Linked DNA regions of Arabidopsis thaliana: region 1 is linked to region 2. Evidence: chromatin contacts called from public ChIA-PET data. All regions are on one chromosome and are shown on one strand. Each heading gives the region's core, a stretch centred on a gene start, on an enhancer-like site or on the middle of the called end of the contact. The rest is flanking DNA. Distances are from core to core; before and after follow the strand shown. Region 1 holds the start of AT2G26500 (cytochrome b6f complex subunit (petM)). Region 2 holds the start of PEX10 (peroxin 10).

What was found. ChIA-PET counts read pairs in DNA pulled down with a chosen protein or histone mark.
Region 1: a contact with region 2 is called in an H3K4me3 ChIA-PET map of shoot, with 10 read pairs. The contact joins the promoter of AT2G26500 here to the promoter of PEX10 in region 2. A contact is called at or near these places in 2 of 26 Hi-C or Micro-C datasets (root and seedling) and 1 of 2 datasets of contacts at active chromatin or transcription factors (shoot).

Annotation. Positions count from the first base shown.
Region 1 is chr2:11,267,751-11,271,879 of TAIR10.1, reverse strand. It overlaps AT2G26500 (cytochrome b6f complex subunit (petM)), which reads right to left and starts at 1,798. Exons shown (of 2, transcript NM_128207.6): 1 at 1,613-1,798; 2 at 806-1,516. The coding sequence starts at 1,510. The coding sequence ends at 1,133. AT2G26490 (Transducin/WD40 repeat-like superfamily protein) reads right to left here and starts at 4,023. Exons shown (of 1, transcript NM_128206.3): 1 at 2,130-4,023. The coding sequence starts at 3,845. The coding sequence ends at 2,448.
Region 2 is chr2:11,217,514-11,222,159 of TAIR10.1, reverse strand. It overlaps PEX10 (peroxin 10), which reads left to right and starts at 1,653. Exons shown (of 11, transcript NM_001336059.1): 1 at 1,653-1,925; 2 at 2,024-2,055; 3 at 2,131-2,220; 4 at 2,303-2,397; 5 at 2,477-2,666; 6 at 2,761-2,830; 7 at 2,901-2,979; 8 at 3,069-3,202; 9 at 3,454-3,827; 10 at 3,968-4,044; 11 at 4,291-4,646. The coding sequence starts at 1,745. The coding sequence ends at 3,563. AT2G26360 (Mitochondrial substrate carrier family protein) reads left to right here. Exons shown (of 6, transcript NM_128193.5): 5 at 1-159; 6 at 234-644. The coding sequence ends at 557. AT2G26355 (a long non-coding RNA gene) reads right to left here and starts at 1,452. Exons shown (of 1, transcript NR_140673.1): 1 at 625-1,452.

The DNA of each region.
Region 1 (4,129 bases), core at 549-3,048, 50 kb before region 2:
TCTCTTGTCTTTCCTTAAACGTTTATGATATCGATTTCAATTGTCTTTACGTAGTGTTTGCTAATTTTAGCTCCTACAAATTAAACATCATTATACAAATAAGTCCATATTTTTGCAAGATTCTAAAATTTATTCTCATAGGAAAAATAGTTTAAGTAAAGGCCCTAAAATTTTCTCTTGCTTCTGCCCTCTAAATTAAAGGAACGGAATGAGTATTATTTACAACTTTAATTAGACGGGATTGGTGAGACTTGATAATGTGATCTCTCTGACCGTAAGTGAGAAGAGTTACCAAAAAAGAGGCATGGGTACTATTTTACTAGAATCAATGGAAAAGCGCAATGATGCTTCTCGATAGCATTGAATGAGAGTGTTGATGCACATTTAATGTTATCTCCACTGCTTGAATCATTTCATATCAACCAAAGAAGGATGCGTTCTAGAGTGATGCATATATGCGAGTCCTCATAGTCTGTCTTGATTACAAGCTAGCCGCTTACGGTTGTGGCCAGTCAGAGTTTATCACTTTACTCGCCCGTTAGTCTGAAAAAGTTGCTAAGTTTTCTAGTAGTACTTTATGAGGGATTTTGTTAATGACATCATCCAGTTTGTGTTTTTTCGAGTCAACTTTTTTGGACTCAATCAAGATGCTTTTGATCCTGGATGCTCCCTCATATTACTCAACTAACGATTAGTATTCTAACTGTAATAATGTTCGTGCTAAGAGTTTCATTAAAAATGCAACAGCAATGATTTTTAATTATCTCATGTAAACACTTTACCGGAATGGCTACCTCACAAACCAAGATTATTCTCACCTAATAAAATCAATGTAAACACCTATGATGTCCAAAGGAAAAGGAGTAGATTATAAAAAGCAATCTCGTTCATTTTCTCAACACTAAAGCAAGTTTCACAAAAAAATTATATGAAGAGATATATGAAGCAATGGAGGGCATGGATAAAACAGTAGATGCAGAGTTACTGATTAGTGAGGATTCCCAATTTTTTCATCTACCAAGAAAAGAGCTTCTTCATAAACAAATGTAACATGTATCCATCAAGTTTTACCAAAGCTTGACAACAACAATAACCAAAAATATATAATTATAAGAGCAGCAATTTACTCTATTTACTCTGCTTCAGCTTCTTCAACAGAAGTTTCGATTCGAAGAAGAACGAATCCAACTGCAACACCAACAAGAGTAAGAGCGTTCATGATTGCTGCAATCTTGAAAATCTCTCCGACAGCGTTACACGTGGTGGATAAGGCTCCTCCATTACCTCTTCTTCCTTTGAGAGACATCACAACGTTAGCAAAACACTGTTCTGTGCAGAGTGGTGATCCCATTGAGACAACCTTGTTGTTCTGTGCCTTGAGACCACCATATGAGTTAAGTCCAGTTATGTAAGAAACTTTCATCTCAGATTTCTTCTGGGTTTGTCCGGATTTGGACACAATGCCTGATCTTGTCCATGAAATCACTGCTGGTGCTGCTGCTGTCGCCATTCCTTGCTGAAAAAGAAAACAAGATTCACAGATTCAAGAAATGGTTATGATCGGAAGAGAAGTTGGAAGAGAGATTATTGATTGGTTGATTAATATTATTACCTGTGGATGAGTTTGAAGGATGCAAGAGAAGTGAAGCGACTCAAAGAAAGGAGAAGCAAAAGAAGAGAAGATTGTTTTTAAGGAAGGAGGAGATTTTGGATAAGGAGGGTGTGGCTGCCACAGCCAATTACGGCCAGAGATGGATTTACTTCTTTTTATCAAATATCTCTGAACACACGTTTCTCATCGCTTTACTCAATTTCTATTCTTTTTTCTTTTTCTAAATAAATTATGAGAGAAAATTTATTAATAATTATCTATGTTAACATATATATATAATTTGTTATAAGTTATATATATAGACATATGAATATGAATCATTTTAATTTTAATTTAATGTGCATTCGACAAGTAAATATTAAAAAAAAAATTAAAATTTGTGTTTATTGATGCCGCTTAATTTTATAATTATACTTTAAAATATACTGTAATATAATAAAAGACACGTAAACAAAATTTTTATTTAAATATTCTACTAATTTTTATTTTTTTGAAAGAATATAACTTGAGTGATTATTTGTTTTTGAATTAACCACAGTAAAAATTTGAAGAAAACGCTTATGAAATGCATGAACTCCTATCTAAGTTTACAACAAAATTAATTATTATGAAGTTTGATAGAGTTACAGGTTTTCATCACAAAATATAAAAAAATTACAACAAACCTTTATGATAAAAAAGAAAAAGAAAAAATTAGTTCAAACTCACCTCCATATTGTACAACACTGCATCATAACTAGATTTTTCTTTCTTTTTCTTTCCATTCAAATTTAACAACAAACAAATGAATAATTCAGACACAGTTGGTATTTGATGGTCAAATCACAAACCATGATTAGTGTCTTCGATGGCTGCTAGCTCCACCAGCTGATGAAGAGAAACTGCCATCAGACATGAATGGTTCAGAATGTGATATAACATGTTGCTGTTGTTGCTGTTGCATCATACTCATCTGGTTCATGTCAATGAAAGATTCTGAAACTCCCCATACTTTTACTGACTTATCCAAGCTTCCACTATATACAATCCATTTTTTGTCCCGACGTTCGGAGGCTTCACGGTCTGCTTCTACTGCCAAACATTTCACAGGACCTGTGTGACCTGTTAGTACAGAGAGGCATGTATGAATATTTCCATCTCTCTTCCACACACATATTGTCTTATCAGCAGATCCGCTAAAAACAAGACTCCCTGCCACTTCTAGGCAAAGAACAGCAAGCTTGTGGCCCTTGAGAATACCACCGTAGTTCAACTGTTTCTCCCTCTCCCAAAAATTGACCAAACCATCACTCGAACCAAAGTACACTGCCGCACCATTCTTGCTTACAGCCAAAGCTGTGACTGCGCTTTCTTGCTTTGTTAATGTTTGCATTAGTGTATGCTTTGTGTATTTTCCTTGTTGGTCTCTCTTCCATGCCTTGACTGTCCCATCGGCTGATCCAGAGAAAACAATCGCTTCCGTTGTTGATACCACCGAGTTTACAGCATCATCATGAGCTGGGATTGATTCTAGACATTTTGAATCAGCAATCCTCCACACCTTAATGGTCCGGTCCCATGAAGCAGAATACAACAACCCTTGCTCATCATTTAGGCTTAAACATGAAACAGCATCGGCGTGTTTGATCCAGAGAGCAGTGCGGTGTTTCTTCACCTCAACATAGTTTCTTGGTTTGAGAGATGCCTTGAATATATCTTTCAAAGTTGGTAATGTTCCAGAACGTTTGTGCAAGCTCTGGTTCTTAGGGGAGACTTTCCAAACTCGAATCTTTCCGTCTTGGTGACCTGTGAAAATCTTCTCCCCTGAAATCACAATGGCCTTAACCAATCCACTGTTACATTTGAATGCACTGAACTCCTTTAGATTCTTCCACACACGTATGTTTTTGCTATCAGAGCCAGTATAAAGAAGATCTTTTGTGGCCGCTAATGAATAGATGTGACCTTCTTCACGGACAAGCGAGCCAATAAGGCCATTTTGGGGTAGGTTTTCTTCTACAGTAGACCATTGTGTTTGAGTAAATGGAGTTGCTTGGTTCCAAGGAGACATCATCATTGGAGAACCTTCGCAACTCATTCTATCATACATCCCCGTGCCAACCGCAGATGCACTGCTATTGCGTATACCGTACTCTTCCTCTGTTTGTTGGGTCATCGTGGAGGAAAGATTCGGATCAGAATGCATCATGTTGGCATATTTTGCCCTAGGAATGCTATCAGCTTCCGTAAACATTTTGAAATAATACTACCACCTTCTTGTTCTCCTCAAAAAATTAACAACTATAAATTGAGTAATTTGTGAGGAGAGAAAAAAACAAAAGAAAAGGTAGATTTAAAATTAGATTTGAGATTGAAAGGGGTTTGGTTTTAGCTTAAGAACAATGGGGTGATGCAAATATAGTTGTGGCAGGAAGCAAATAGATGAATGATTGGTTAAACCTTTTTTTGATTATTGATGTGAAAATTCATTGGTTCACCACCGTGTCCGTCAACTTAATCTATATTTGGCATTCTTTT
Region 2 (4,646 bases), core at 404-2,903:
CGGTTACAAGCCAACCAGTTTGATAACATAGTGGAAGCTACAGTTTCGACTTGGCATCAAGAAGGGCTCAAAGGACTCTTTCGTGGGACCGGTGTTACCCTTCTACGTGAGGTTCCCTTCTACGTTGCTGGCATGGGACTTTACAACCAATCAAAGAAGGTAATCATGATAGAACAGAACAATGACATGTCTTTGTGTAATTAATAAGACGTGGTTGCGATTGAGTTTCACAGGTGGTGGAGAGACAATTAGGAAGAGAGTTGGAGCCGTGGGAAGCCATCGCGGTTGGAGCCTTGTCCGGTGGTTTCACTGCAGTTTTAACAACGCCATTCGATGTGATTAAAACAAGAATGATGACGGCTCCACAAGGCGTGGAATTGTCGATGTTGATGGCTGCTTATTCAATTCTCACACATGAGGGTCCTCTTGCTTTCTACAAAGGAGCTGTTCCAAGGTTTTTCTGGACTGCTCCTCTCGGAGCCTTGAACTTAGCTGGCTATGAACTTCTTCAAAAGGCTATGATCACACCTCTGAATCAATCAGTGCATAGTGAGTAAGATTGGAAAACTAGACCAACATTTTGTGTTATAATAATTTATTTCATGTTTATGTATTCTAAATCTTGAGAAAAAAAAATATATTCTACAAAAATAACATAATTTACTTCTTTTTTTTTTTCTCAAGTGTAGTATTGTATTAAACGTAACCCGATCATACACGGGCTACACTAAAAGCCCCACGAAAAGTTTACAGAAATATTTGAGGCCCAACAAGAGCCTATCGGATAACCGCATACTGCATAAGAAAATTTGTTTGTACTCCACCTAAGCCCACGTGTCAGCAACTGGATACAACCACGACACATGCTGGATGAGTAATCGAAAGATTTCCGACATCAACCTTCGCCGTTGAGCATCGATTTCGGTGAGAAGATTATCGCCGAAATATAATCGGTCGTTGAATCCTTTGTTTGTCACCGTTGCTAAGCTAATCGAAACTCCAAAAAGAAACTAACAGCTTTAAGGCAATCATAATATGCTTCGAAAGATTCTTCTTTCCTTATGTCTCTGGAAAGATTTCTGCAAACCAAAAGCTCAAAAGAAACAAGTCGGAGAAATCCATTCTTTAAGTGACACAACACCTAAAACATCATCACCAACTCAGATCTAATGAGATTATTGAAACAAAAAAACTTAACAAACCCAAAACTGGCCGAAGACACCGTAAACAAGACGGCAAATCGCCAGACATAAGCCAGCCAACACTACTTTAGAAGCTAGTCGATGCTGGACAGGAGCCGGATAAACCGGACGGCGAGGATAGAACATGCATATGAGATCACGATCGGACTTTACCAAAAAAACAAACTCTCTCTCTCAAAAGTTTTTGAGAGAGAAGAGAGAAAGTTTTCGTCAAGGTTAATATCTCCTTTAATAATTTAATTATGGAAACACTTTGCTCGGATTTATTTTTAACATAATTTACTTAACATCATGTATTCTAAAAAACTAATCAGCTCACCCGAATCGATTGACTATTACAAAATACTGCTTAATATAGACAAATATTTGATCATAAAAATAATTAAAAAGATTATAATTAATAAAATATTATTGATCTCATATATAAATGGCATCGATACATTTGCAAATATTTATTTTTCCTTTGAATTAAAAAAAAATATCAAAGGCCGAATAAAAAACATCATTCGGCAAGTTCATCGATCCACGAAAAAAAAGAAACGATGAGGCTTAATGGGGATTCGGGTCCGGGTCAGGATGAACCCGGTTCGAGCGGGTTTCACGGCGGAATCAGACGATTCCCGTTAGCAGCTCAGCCGGAGATTATGAGAGCTGCTGAGAAAGACGATCAATACGCTTCTTTCATCCACGAAGCTTGCCGCGATGCCTTCCGACACCTTTTCGGTACAATTTTTCCGACACCAAACCAAACAACAACAACTGTCTACTTTAATTGCTTCATCGTTATTGTCCAATTAATAACTAATTTTTATCACTCTTAGGTACAAGAATCGCTCTTGCTTACCAGAAGGAGGTAATATACACTAAATTATATTTGTCTGAGTTTCCATGAGATTTTTGATTATTTGTTTTTATTGTTTTTGGATAGATGAAGCTACTTGGACAGATGCTTTACTATGTTCTTACGACAGGTTCAGGGCAACAAACTTTAGGAGAGGAATATTGTGACATTATACAGGTTTTTGTTACTTTATACAATCTTCCTTAAGTGTGCTTCTACAAAACCATTTTACCTTCTGATGTAGAATGATATAATATAGGTTGCAGGGCCTTATGGACTCTCTCCTACACCAGCTAGACGTGCTTTGTTCATATTGTACCAGACCGCAGTTCCATATATCGCAGAGAGAATTAGGTTTCGTCGCATTTCTTATTGTTGTTTTACAAAGAAAAATTTGAATCTTGTCCGCTGATATTGATATAATTGTCTACAGCACTCGAGCTGCTACGCAAGCAGTCACCTTTGATGAGTCTGATGAGTTTTTTGGTGATAGTCATATCCACTCACCAAGAATGATAGATCTTCCATCTTCATCTCAAGTTGAAACTTCAACTTCTGTAGTATCTAGGTTAAACGATAGACTTATGAGATCGTGGCACCGAGCTATTCAGCGATGGCCTGTGGTAATGTATACCCCTCACGTTTAATTTTCCATGGTTCGTTCACTTGTTTTCTGCGTAGCAAATGTTGTTTTATACAAGGTTTTGTGCCTTTTAGGTTCTTCCTGTTGCCCGCGAAGTCTTACAACTGGTTTTGCGTGCCAATCTGATGCTCTTCTACTTTGAAGGTGAATTTTGTGAGAAATATTTAACTCATGTAGAGCATGTTCTGAACTAGTAACCTTTGTTTCTTTTCAGGTTTTTATTATCATATATCGAAACGTGCATCCGGGGTTCGTTATGTTTTCATAGGAAAGCAACTGAATCAGAGACCTAGGTAATGATTTTTTTGTCTTCTTTTACACTTGCAACTCTTGACTTTTACTATCACAGAGTAACTGAACTCCCTTAAGTCTTGTTGAGCAGATACCAAATTCTTGGGGTTTTCCTTCTAATCCAATTGTGCATCCTTGCTGCTGAGGGCTTGCGTCGGAGTAATTTGTCATCTATCACTAGCTCCATTCAGCAGGCTTCTATAGGATCTTATCAAACTTCAGGAGGTCTGGCTCTCATGTCCTTGATTATGAATGTTAATAATCTAGAATTTCCCAACATTACGGATATTTGTGGAGGATATATATGTTAGATTGTCAGTACTATAGTTTCAATAAACTATGGTCTAAATTGGCATCATGGTAAAAGTTTGTTAGAAAGATACATGAGAGAAGATAACATAGGCTGAAATATTCTGCTTGTTATGCATCACCCTATTTCACATTACAGTAATATAGTTTTGGTATTGTTCTTGCAGGGAGAGGTTTACCTGTTTTAAATGAAGAGGGGAATTTGATAACTTCGGAAGCTGAAAAGGGAAACTGGTCTACCTCCGATTCAACTTCAACGGAGGTAAAATATTTATAAATAAGTTAGAAACTTCTGTTACTTTGTAATGGCTAATATCTTGAATAGTGATCATTATTGGGAAAGGACAATAGGTAATAATATACTTGGAAGAGAGGCACATAACTCTGAGCAAAATGTATTATGCTCTTACGCAAAGGTTATGTTGTATAAGTGTGATTAAGAAAACCAAAATGATAGTTTACTCTGTTGGTATGAGTATCTGATAAGAGTAGATGGCCACTCGACTGATCCCGCTCTACATATAGTTTCTAGCGAGACAAGGTTATATGTTAATCCTATTTTGAGACTATTCTAAATTTAAAAAAACTCCAGAGGGGTTTATTTTTCTCTCGTTTTGATGAAATCAATATGTTACCACTTGTTATGTTAGGTGTTTACCTTGCTATGTACTTCGATTGCAGGCAGTAGGGAAATGCACTCTCTGCTTAAGCACCCGTCAGCACCCAACGGCCACTCCTTGTGGTCATGTGTTTTGTTGGTAATAAACCTTCCTCTACCGTAATTGCTTATTTTGTCCTGGGCCTGATCTGGAACGAGTTAACACCTACAAACCTTGATAAGTTTCAGAATCCAGAGAATTTCAATATCTTGATGTCCATTGGTTGAAACTGCTTTTGATAAGATGAACTTTGTATCGAACATTTACTCGAACTACAAAACCTAAGATCCAAAAGTTGACACCGGAACATTGTGCTCATTTTGAAAGTCATGTTGTCATGTGCAGGAGCTGCATTATGGAATGGTGCAACGAGAAGCAAGAATGCCCTCTTTGTCGAACGCCCAATACCCATTCAAGTTTGGTTTGTTTGTATCATTCTGATTTTTAGGCACAATGGGATCAACAAAGACAGGCACTGCAGAAAGGCAAAGCAGCTAAGACAGTGACACCTAAGGACAGTGCATCTGCTACAGGAATGGAATCTGCTTCGGCTTCAGACTTTTTGAGTAAGATCAACAAGTTATGAGAGAAGACAGAATAAATATATTTCTGACATCATTCTCGATCCCATGCCTACCTTTTTCTCTATGATATTTAGTGCAGAAACCACAGAGGTTTGTTGTTTTACATTTCATTAAAAA